2 separate regions of the Delphinus delphis genome follow, and region 1 is linked to region 2. Evidence: chromatin contacts called from public Hi-C data. All regions are on one chromosome and are shown on one strand. The core of a region is the stretch at or near the end of the contact, and the rest is flanking DNA. Distances in the headings are between cores, read along the strand shown. Region 1 holds the start of FBXO11 (F-box protein 11). Region 2 holds the start of PPP1R21 (protein phosphatase 1 regulatory subunit 21).

Evidence for each region. A called contact is a pair of places that touch in the nucleus more often than the background predicts.
Region 1: a contact with region 2 is called in a Hi-C map of lung, with 5 times the contacts expected there. The contact joins the promoter of FBXO11 here to the promoter of PPP1R21 in region 2. A contact is called at or near these places in 2 of 3 Hi-C or Micro-C datasets (lung and muscle).

Annotation. Positions count from the first base shown.
Region 1 is chr12:51,213,698-51,219,431 of mDelDel1.2, reverse strand. It overlaps FBXO11 (F-box protein 11), which reads right to left and starts at 2,722. Exons shown (of 23, transcript XM_060026668.1): 1 at 2,399-2,722. The coding sequence starts at 2,639.
Region 2 is chr12:50,787,969-50,793,434 of mDelDel1.2, reverse strand. It overlaps PPP1R21 (protein phosphatase 1 regulatory subunit 21), which reads left to right and starts at 3,356. Exons shown (of 22, transcript XM_060026652.1): 1 at 3,356-3,451. The coding sequence starts at 3,356.

The DNA.
Region 1 (5,734 bases), core at 1,473-3,972, 430 kb before region 2:
ATGAAAAGCATTCTTCTTGGCTACTAGCTTCTGATCATTATGAGAACTGTACATTTAAAATATAATCAAAATGCCAATTTTCAAAGAATGACATATGTTTTACATAAAACTAGCAAAATCTTTTTTATTTTAGTCTTTTAATTCATCTTAATGTTTCATTCATTTTGAGGCCATTTATTTGCCCTCCAAAAGACCCACAGCATTTTCCCTGAAGGCTAATCAGCAAGTTCTTTCCCCCTCTGTGCCAACATAGAATCTCCAGAACAGTTCCTACCAGCAGCAGCAAAGTAACAACCCTACAGTGAATATGATTTACCATTTGGTTGGGCACATACTGAAATTCTGATTCATGAACATCTTAGTCAGTTTATGGATATCAAAGAAAAGAAAAATGACACTCCAGCATGTGACTGCCAACTACCAAGTCACTTTACTTCAAAAGGAAATAGACTTTAGAAGCTAATAATTTCAAACAAATGAAGAAAAGTGACCAAGATATAAGGACCTCAACTAAGTTTGAAAATACACACAAATCGTGAAAAGGAGATTCAGAATTAACATTTAAAACTACACAATGAGACTAAGTTTGGCTGAAAGGATCTGATCCACTGTTAACGTAAATTAACAAATCAGTACATCTTGGAAAAGCTTACTTCTAGCAATAGAATCCGTATTATGATTTCAATCCAGTGTCACTGTTTTCTCAAAAAATATTCAACTCTATTACATATAGTACCAATTCTGGAAGGAGACTTGAATATTATTTGAATGGAACACAGGAGAACCCTGATATGCAAATGTAAAGGGAAATGTTGAAACTACAAATATTTTTAATTTACAAAAAAATTATAAATGTATCCAAGAATCATTAAAACACATTACCAATAATGTTGCACAAGACCTCTAACTGGCTTGAAACATCACATTCTTTCAAGCAACATATAGAAAACTGCTTTCACAAGGACTATCTGTAGCAGTGACTAGTGAAAACCCTTTAAACTATTTTTTCAGATTATCATCTCCCTCTTTCATTTGTTAAGTATTTTAATCAAGAACAATAAAACAATTTTTAAGGAAAGAATGTATAATTTTAAAAAAGCATTTAATCTTAATTCCCTTAATCAAAGGAGGTGTGACAACCAACGCACATAAAATTAACCTTAATCCGCCAACGAAAACACGCAAAATGTCTCCTAACAATTCTCCTCCTTAAAACAACCGTATACATAAATACGGTACTGACCTCCACCCCCACTGAGAGCAGCTAATAAAGAGAATAGTTGCATTTGGAGACCAAGGTGCAACACCCCACCTCCTGAACCTCCCCAAATAACCACATCTTCAAAGTAGAACTGAACATTATTTTTGCTAAAGCAAGAATCCAACCCTCCGGAGCCTCAGCCCTTAGACAATGGTGGTTACCAGACAGAGCTGCACAGTTGAGTCCAAATGACACATTTCACTAGGCCTTGGACACAACACACACACACACACACACACACACACACACATACACACACAGATATGCACACACACTCTCTCCCGAGGGGCCAGTTCTAAGGAAGGGGCGTTCAAATCCCACTGGGAGATGGAGGAGTAACACAGTGGCCTGGGGGTACGCCGGGGCGGGGGTACAGGCGAGAGGGGTGTAGATAGAGCGGAAGGGTAACTGCACTGCACACGAGGGAGGGGGCTGGAAATGGCCGATGGATTCTACATTTACTTAAAGGTCTTGCTTTAACGGGTCCTTCCCCGGGGTTCTGTAACTAAAGCCAAACTGCGCAGCAAACATCGTGGGGTTGGGAGAAGAGAAGCTGCTCCCCCTACCCCGTGACTTAGGGAGGGGGGCGGGGGGAAACAAGTTCCCCGGCCAACACCACCGACCACTCCGAGTCCCCCTCTCCCCTCCTCCACAGGAAGGGGGAGGCTAACAGAGAAAAGGGGGAAAAACAAGTTCCCCAGCCAGCCCCAACCACCCGATCACTCCCAGCCGCTCCCCCCACCTCCAATTAGAAACGGGAGACCAAACCGTGGAAGACTGCCGAGAAGGGGGAAATCCCACCCTTCGCTCTTCCCCCACCCACCAACAGACTCCTGCGGGGTCCGTGAGCGAGCCGAGAAGCCAGAAGGATGGGTGGGGGGAGAGGGTGCCAAGCCCCCGAAACCAAACAAAGCGCGGCCTGAGCGAGAGCCCGGGCGAGTCGGGAAGCCGCGGCTTTTCCTGCCGGCCGGGGCCCAAGCCGAGCTGACACTGCGGCACCGGGGGACCCGCCTCCGCTCAACCTCCGTCTCCCACCCCCGGGCGCACAGGCCGCCCCCGCCCCGGCTTCCCTTCCCGCGGGTCCCGGTCAGCCGGGCGTCCGACCCGGCGGGCGGCGGGGAGGGAGCGCGGCCTTACCCCGCTCGCCGGCGTTGTTCCGCTCCTGGGGCAGCGGCGGAGGCGGCGGTGGCGGCGGCGGAGGCTGCTGCTGCTGCTGCTGTTGCTGCGGCGGCGGCGGAGGCTGCTGCTGCGGCGGCTGCTGCTGGGGCGGCTGCGGCGGCGGCTGCTGCGGGGGTTGCTGCTGCTGCTGCTGTTGCTGCACCGGGCGCGGCCGCGACACTCGCCTGGGTCTCCGGTTGGCGGCTCGGACGGAGTTCATTTGCCGGGCTGAGGTGGCGGCGTCGGCGGAGGGACACACACACGCACACGCACCGCGAGCTCCGGGGCAGGAGAAGGGGGTGGGGAGAGGGGGGAGGAAGGAAAAGGGGTGAGAGGAAGGGGAGATGGTAAGGGCGGAGGAGCGAGCGAGACCCCGAGTCAAGAGAAAGGCCCGCGGAGACAGACAGAGACCGAGCGAGGCCCGGCGGGCGGGCCTGACGCACGGGGAAGGCCGAGGCCGCCGGGCGGGGCGGCGGCGAGGGACGGAGACAGAAAGACGGGCAGAGCGAGAGAAAGAAAGAAAGGGCGTCCGCCCGCCTGGGGATCCCGAGGCGAAGCGCGGCGTCGGCGGCTGAGGAGACAGACCCCGGTCCCGCCGACTCCCGAGCGGCGTCTCCGGCGGCGGGGGGAGTGGGCGGGCGGGTGAGGAAGGGAGAAGGAGGAGAAGAGAGGGAGAGAAGGGAGGGAGGGAGCAGGGGGCGCCCGGCTCTTTTTTTTTTTTTCCTCTTCCTCCCCCCCACACCCCCTGAAAGAGATTTCTGAGAGGAATTTTTTCTCTCTTTCTTCGGCCTCTTCTCTCTCCTCCCCCCCTTCTCTCCTCGGCGAAGGGGAAATGAGTGTGAAGGGAGGAGATAGGGGGAAAAAGAGGCGTCGTCGTAACTCCTCCTTAAAGGAGCCTTTCCTTCTCCTCCTCAGCCCCGTCGCCGCTGCTTCTGCTGCTGCTCCGTGGCAGGAGGAGCCATTGACACCGCCGGAGCCGCCACTCGCCCAGTCGGTCCCTCCCCGCCGCGGGGCTGGCTAGGGGCGCGGGGGAGGGCCGCGGGGCGTCGGGGGAGGGGCGAATGGGCGGGGAAGTCGAGGGGCGGGGATTCCGGTAAAGCAGCCAATGGAAGGCGCTTATACAACCTTCGGGCCAATGGGGCCTCTGCTCTTATCGCCAAGTCCCTTCCTTCAACGCCCTGTTTCCTCTCTCGGGTTTCCTCCCTCCCCAGCCAAGGAGGGGGGAAGGAGGAGAGGGGGAGTGTGGTGGGGCGGGTGATAATGGGGAGGTATCAGGGCATATAATAGAGCGGGGGTTGGGTGAAGAGAGCGCTAGTGCGTAGCGACGATTCTGGGAGAGGAGGTGCTCGGAGGAAAGGGCGGGGGCTGCTGATGTAATGGGGAGAAGTGATTAATCCTTCGGTTCGCCGTTTCAACCTCGGCACCCCCCGCCCCCCGCTCGATTTTTTAAAGCGGAAAAAAGTAGAGCGAGGTAGCCAATCTTTGTAACTTGGGTTTTTTGTGGTAGGTAGGTCCAAAGTCTGAGCTGTAGGGAGCGCTAGAGATTCTGTGCCCTTTAGTCAAGCTGAGGGTATTTGCAAACCTTGGAGATCCACTTTACCGAGCTTGGAGCTTGGTAACCGAAGTTTGGAGTCGGTTCCTAATCGTAGTCTAAGAGGAGTCACCTAAATCTTGAAAACGTTTTGGTCAATAGGCAATAGACCTTTGGTCAATTTACTTTGGAGACGTGGTCTGTATAATGTTTGGGGAAATAATATGTGAGAAAAGGAGAGAAGTAAATGTGTTGAGGTTGTGTTCAGTTTTCTTTTTTCTTTTTTTTTTTAGATCTCACAAACTCAGAAAAAGAAGAAACCCCAAGGGGAATTACCTTTTGTATCTGTATCTGGTCCCCTCAGCATAATCTCTCCCCAAGGAAAACGTGTTTTTATTCCCTAGCTGCTGTTGAGATGACTGAAAAAGTATCCTTTCTTAATTCTCTCCGCTCTCTTTTGTTTATCACTTTATGGAAATGATAAAACCGGCAGTTTAATGATTCTCTGATTTTCGACCTTTGGGTGATTTCTTTCTCGTTTGAGTTTGATCAGTTGCTGTCTTAGGTTTGAGATGGATGGCTAAGTGGTTACAAAGTACAATAAGGGAAGTAAGGGTGAGGGGGGAAAGTGTGTATTTTGGGAGTGGGGAGAGGGGCAGGGAGAGCCAGTATTATTGTGTAGGGTATTTGAGTTCCGGGTTTGATATGTGCCTCTAGGCAAAATACTTTACCTTTCTAGGTATCAGGGTCCCCTCACCTTTTAATAAGAATTTACTTTGGATTACGCAATCCTGTTTTCAATTTTTTTAATTCTGTAATTTTGAGATGAGCTCTCTTTGGTCCTGAAAATGGAGAAACTTAGATCTAAGTTTCCTTCTCAAGAAAAAGTTTGAGGAGGGAGACTTAGAAAACAACTGAAGAACTGCAGATTTTTATGGTTGTTAGCAAGGTGCAAATGGGTAAAATTTAGATTTGTTTCAAATAACTGTAGGGGAGGAAAGGAAAATTACATGCTATCATACATATTATAAGTGGATCCATAATTCTGATTTTTTCTAAAAATTTACTTTTTTTCCAGAAAGAATTTAGTAGTTCCTTATGTGTATCCATTGCTATGTAAGGTGCTATGGGAGATAGCAAAAAGTGAAATAAAATGCAAAATTTGGGGCTTGTTTGTATTTTGGTATGGCAGAGTTGATTTAGTTAATTCAGATGAAAGAAAGAAATGTACAAATGTATGTACAAAGAAAACATAGCTTATTTTCTGTAATTTTTATCCGTCTTGAGTCCCCACATTATCTGTTTTCTTTTATAGGTAGATGCTGAATCTTACAGATTTTATTTCCCCACCTCCCTCCCATTCCAAGATATATATGGGAGTCGAGGGATGCTGTATAAGGTATACATAGATGGAGTGTCTTTCACGTCTTCGGCATCCTAGATTTCTAAGTTTATTATGACAGTTCTCAGGCATGTGGCAGTAGGATGCCTTATTTTAACAAAACCAGTATATTATGATAATTTTCTGATAGGTGGAAGTAAAGTGTCAGGATAAAGGGAGTGCCTTTTTCTAATTCACACAGTAACTAGTGGGCTGGTAGAAGCCTGAGCGATGGGAAAGCTGACATGACCTCAGGGAAAGGCCCTGGGCCATGCATGCCAGTCCTTGTGTTTTCCTTTGGTATGGAGTGTCTGGTATACTCTGAAAGCAGAACTGTTAGCCTCAGAGATAAAACTGCTCATTTTGTCCTTTTGAGAAGTTGTGCTGCTTTCTTTACTGAAGT
Region 2 (5,466 bases), core at 2,107-4,606:
AAAGGCTTATTAACATGGTAAGGAATATGGACTTTGTTCTAAGTGCTCTGTGGGTTCTAGAAGGTTTTAATTAATAAGTGTTATGCTTCAGAAGATCACACTGGGTGCTCTGTGGAGGAAAGATTGCAGTTGGGCAAGGATGGAAGCTGCAAGGCCAGTGGGAGGCTTTTTGAGGCATCCAGACAAGAGATGGTAGCAATGGAGGTGGAAAATAGTGGACAGATTCGGGTCCTGCTAATGGATTGGCTTGGGAAGAAAATAGTGAATAACAGTCTTCTTTCTAAAAATGCAAGGCTACATAAATACATGTAGAATACAGTTATAAACTTAAAAAAAATCTAATAGATTAATTATATAAATCTGTATGTTGGATGTGACCATTTCCTCCTGTAAGATTGGGCAGCAGAGAAAACCAGAAGGGAAAAAACAACTATGAAGTGAAAACACAGAGGAGAGCAGGGGTCGGAAATGAGGTGTGAGCAGTAAAATGTTTCTGCTTCTCACCTGCACCCCACCCATCTCCTGGACCTTTCCCTTGGGTTATGAGAGAGACCCCTGTATACTTAGAGTAGCCCCACCCCCTTCCCTTTAAATAGCTCTAAAGGTATCTATTTCATGCAGGTACAAGTCCAAATAAATACCAAGGAACATAACATACCCTTTGGCATCCTTACCCCTAATCTAGGACTCATTCACCTTATTGTTTAAACTAAATAGTAAAGGGTTTACCACATGTGGGCACTAAACCTAACAGAGAAAATACAGCCTTCAGTGGAGGCAAAGGAGCTGGTTCTAGTATTGCTTCTGCCAGTGTCTTTCATGTGATTTTGGATAAGGTATGTCAGGGCTCTGGGCTTATTCTGTCATTCATCTGTCTTGCTGTGACTGAGATAGGCAAAGCATTAAGGCATGGCCAAAGGAAAAAGTTACAAAATTTCAAGCCCAGAATTCCCATTTTTTGTAGAGCTCCTTAAAGTTGCAAGTCTTCAGATTTTGTCTCACTGAGTACTCGTTACAAAACTGTAAACTTTGGAGCTAACTGCTCAGGAAAAACTCATGCGGAGGGAAGTTCTTTTCTTTCTTTTATTCCTTCCCTACCTTCTTTTAATTTCATTGTAGAGTGACATATATTTTCCCACTGGATTAAAAAAATAAATAACAAAGACAATATGTCATAATAAAAGGCCTATAAGTTGCCTTCTTTAATCCTTTCCTTATATCCACCGATATAAGCACTCTTCGTTGTCCATTATCTCAATAATCAAGTGTGGTGACCAGCCATGGGGATGTGAAACCAGGCCAGAGAAAATCTTTACTTAGTTATCTTAATGACTGTATGGGGAGGTATTGGTGGGGCTAGCTGGTCTCCCAATGTCACTGTAATAGCTGCTGCACATAGCAGGCTATTATGAAGTAGAACGTATGATTTCAAAGGACAGAGCTTCGAAGCTTGAAACAAGTGCTTGACTTTCAGTTGTATGTAAAGATAGAGAACATATGACTCTACCGCAACAGGAAATGATGTTCACTCAGAGACTGACAATAACATCTAAGTAACGCAATGTCATAACTGGTCATTAGCTGTACAACCATAGGAAGTTCCACAGGGTTCTCAGTCTATAGATTCCTAACTTTAATATATTCAGATTTATTAGTTGAGATCTGGAAACAATGCATCTGACAGAACAACCAGATTAAGCAGTGGAAACATAAATTTCTCAGTTCAGTAAAATAAACTTACACAGGCTCTATAGCCAAAGTTGCACATTCTTTCTTTGGAATGTTAGTTCTGAAATGACATTTTATTTTTAAATAATTGAAAATTCCATTACCTTACAAACCACAGAAATACACTTACAATATTTAATTCTGCCGCTTGGTGGTGCCATGGATAACTAATAATAATAATTAAAAAAAATTCTGCAAGTTTGCTGGACAGCAGGACTTGGCTATTAGCAAATTGAAAAATATAATGAACATTTTTAAAAGTCTGTAATCCTTTTACACTTTATAATGGCTGAAAAGTGCATATGGGCTCAGGCTTTCACTATAAAATCCCAGGCTTACTCATAGTGAAACAAGAAACCAGGATAGTTTTTTTAATCATGGAAATTTTCAAGCATTCTAAAATGCCAAAATAACTAACATCCCTGTCCCTATTACCTGGATAATCAATGTTAACATCCTGTCACATTTACTTGAAAAAAATTAAATGAAAATGAAGTTTATGCTCCTTTGTTCCTTTTCATTTCCCTTTCTTTTTTCTCACTAGAGGCAATCACAACCCAGAATTTGATGTGTATCCTTCCAGTTCTTGTTTCTCTATTTTTAGTACCTGTTCATGTGTCCATGAGCAGTATAAATGTTGCTTCATATTTTTTAAATGTATCTTTTCATGCTGTAGTATATACTGCAATTTGCTTCTTACATTTAACAGTGTTTTGTCATGTTGATATATACAGATATATGCAGATATATACAGATCTAGGTTATGAGTTTTAAACTGCTGTGTTGTAATTTATGGCAAACATATATTCTGAATTTATTTATTCATTCCTCTATGAACATTTCAATGTTGCAATAAATGCAATGCTTAGAATAGCTAACATATAATACGTCCTCAAAACATATTTAATGAATGAAGCGGCATAAAATGTTTCAGGCAGACTATTTTTTGCTTCAATCGTCCAGTTATTTGTCCTTAACGTCCACTCTCTCTGCCTGAGCGGCAGGGGTCATTCCCTGAAATTTCCTAAAGGTTTGTTTCCCAGTCCACTGAGAAAAGGCTCTGATGTAGTCCCCGTATGGTGGCAGGGGTGGGCGAATGGAGTGGGTAGAGAATGGACACAAAGACATCTCAGTGTCAAAATATAAGACAATGGAGGTTTGTCTGGTCTGGAGCAGGGGAGGGTGGCAGCAGCGAGCGTTATAAATTTGGGGGAGGTCTGAGAGTTTACAATGCAGGGCATGTCCGGGGCTACCATATCCGGAAAACGAGGTAGCGGAATACAGAGGTCTTTCTCTCAGTGCACCTTCTGAAAGACGTAACCATCAAACGCCAGACGGTTGCCATGGGAACCAGCGGGGTAGGGCGGTGTGTCCGGCCAGAATTCTTGATGCGCTTAGAATGTCTCTTCTTCCGGTCCTCGGTTCTTCACAACCACCGCCCCTCTCCACCGTCCCCCGCCCATTCTGTGGGCTCTCATTCTCTTCCCCTTTTCATTCTCTCCTTCCCTGTTCTAGGCCGCCATCTTGGACCATGCGTCAAGATGGCGCCCCCCAGTCCCAGAGGCAGAGCCCAGGAGCGCCGGGGAGCCTGCGCGCGCATGTGCTCGGGCGCGGAAGGGTGGGGGCCATGATGTCAAGACGTTGCCCCGCCCCCGGTGGTCGCTCCGCCCCCGGCCCCACTCCGCCTTCCTCTCACCGGGCGAACCCGGAAGTGGAGGAGGAGGTGCGGCGGTGGTGGCAGAGCGGGCAGGCTCTGGCGGAACCGTACCAGGCAGCGTGTCTGGGGTTGGGGGCGAGGGGGCGGGGCTGAGCGGCCTGGGCATCCTGGCCTGGACGGGGCGGGGGAGGCCATGGCCTCGGCAGAGTTGCAGGGGAAATACCAGAAGCTGGCTCAGGAGTATTCGAAGGTACCCGTCGTATGCGGGGAGTAGGGGGTCCCCGGCCCTGCGGCCTCGGGTTGCCTTGGCAGCGACTTGTCGGGACACAGGGGGACGGCGGAGGGGGGAACGTGAGCGCGCCCCTTCTCTCTCCTCCGCCTCTTCTGTCCACCATTACCGTGCCTTCACCTGCAGCTCTCAGGAGATGGGGCCGGGCGGTGTCTGGGTCCGTGTGCGTTTCTGCGGGAAGGAGCAGGAGTTTGATTCTTCCTTCTCACTGAACTAGCGGGCTTGGACTGGGATGTCAGAAATCCTGGTTTCCGCCTCTGGTGCTGGTCGGGAGGGGACGGGGAAAGGTGAGGACCATCCCTCTACGGCTGCTTCCTCAATTTTCCCAGCCCAGCAATGGGAAGGATCAAGTTTTCTCCTTTCCCACAGGGATGATATGAGGATAAAGAGATTTATCTGCCCCCAGTCAAGTCAGGAGTGTAAATAGAGTCATGCGTGTAAACTGCTTCACCAGAGATGGGTGGTTATGAATGGGTTCAGTGCTTTGGCAAGATGTTGTCTGAAAATGAGTTTGAAAGCTTGAGTGCTAGGGCTGTGTCCTTTTATCTCTCTGTTTCTTGGATCACCTGGACTGGGGAAGAGCACCCAGCAGGTGCTCAATACATGTTGAATTAAGCAAAGTAGGGACCTGTCCCTTTGTTGTATTTATGGCATCAGTATTTTAAACGATGGAACCCTTTTCTCGGAGAAGGGTGGTGCTGCTTTAATGGGTAGGGTGGTTCTGCCTCAAGAATATTCTAATGAAGTACTGAAAGCAGAATCTTACAGTTTTGGAAATTGATTCATTAGTCATTAAACTTCGTTTTCAATGATCTTGGTATTCATGGGAGCAACTGGAAGACTTAGTCCCTTTTTTACAGTTTGGAGAAACTGAGACACATTTTAAAATTTCATGTAACAAATATGCAGCAGGGCAAAATGAAATATTCTTTGAAAAATAAAACCTGTGCCTAAACATACACACGTAAGTCTTTTGACCGTCAAATGGGAGCCTTTTGGGATGCTACACTTATTCCATGGGTGCTACCATTGGCAAAACTTCTTGTGTTTCCATTTGAATTTGCCTTAAGGGCCTGTGGCATGATGTTAGTGATGGCAAGTTTTTATCCTTTGAAGGAATATTTTTTGTTTGAAAGGGCCAGAACTTATTTGGAACAAATCCATGTGATGAAGTGTGGTGGGTGGAGGATGACAGTACTCAAACTTGGCTCTACTATTTTTGGGTGAAAATGTTTCATGAGTATAAAGTAAGGGGACTGATTTTCTCTTCTGGAGAGTAAACAAGCTCACAAGGCAATTCCAAATGGCAGAAGAGTTTCCAGAAATATTTTGCACAGTGGTTGCATTGCTGAAATAATTGTATAGCCTCCCAGAAGTAATAAAAACTTTGAAAGATTTTATTATTTTGGATTTGTAAGCTCTTTTGTTCAGCAGACAATTAGTGCCACCTGTGAACAATCTGCCGGGCCCTGTTGAGTGAGGCAGAGTTCCACCTTAAGGAGAACCCTTTAATAGAATGTTCAACTGTTGTACATAATTATGATACAGGATGACAAGTGTTAGCTCAGTGGGAGCACAGAAGAAATGGCGGGTAAGGGTAGAAGTTACTTAGATTGGGGAGTAGGGAATAGGGAGGAAGGGATGGATGGTAGTACTCCAGGCAAAGGAGACAGTCTCTGTTTGCTGACATGAAGGCATGTTCAGATACACGACAGAGAGTGGTGAAATATGGTTGGAGGGATAATTTGGACCCGATCATGAAGGGTTGTGGTTGTCAAAAAGTTTGAACTTT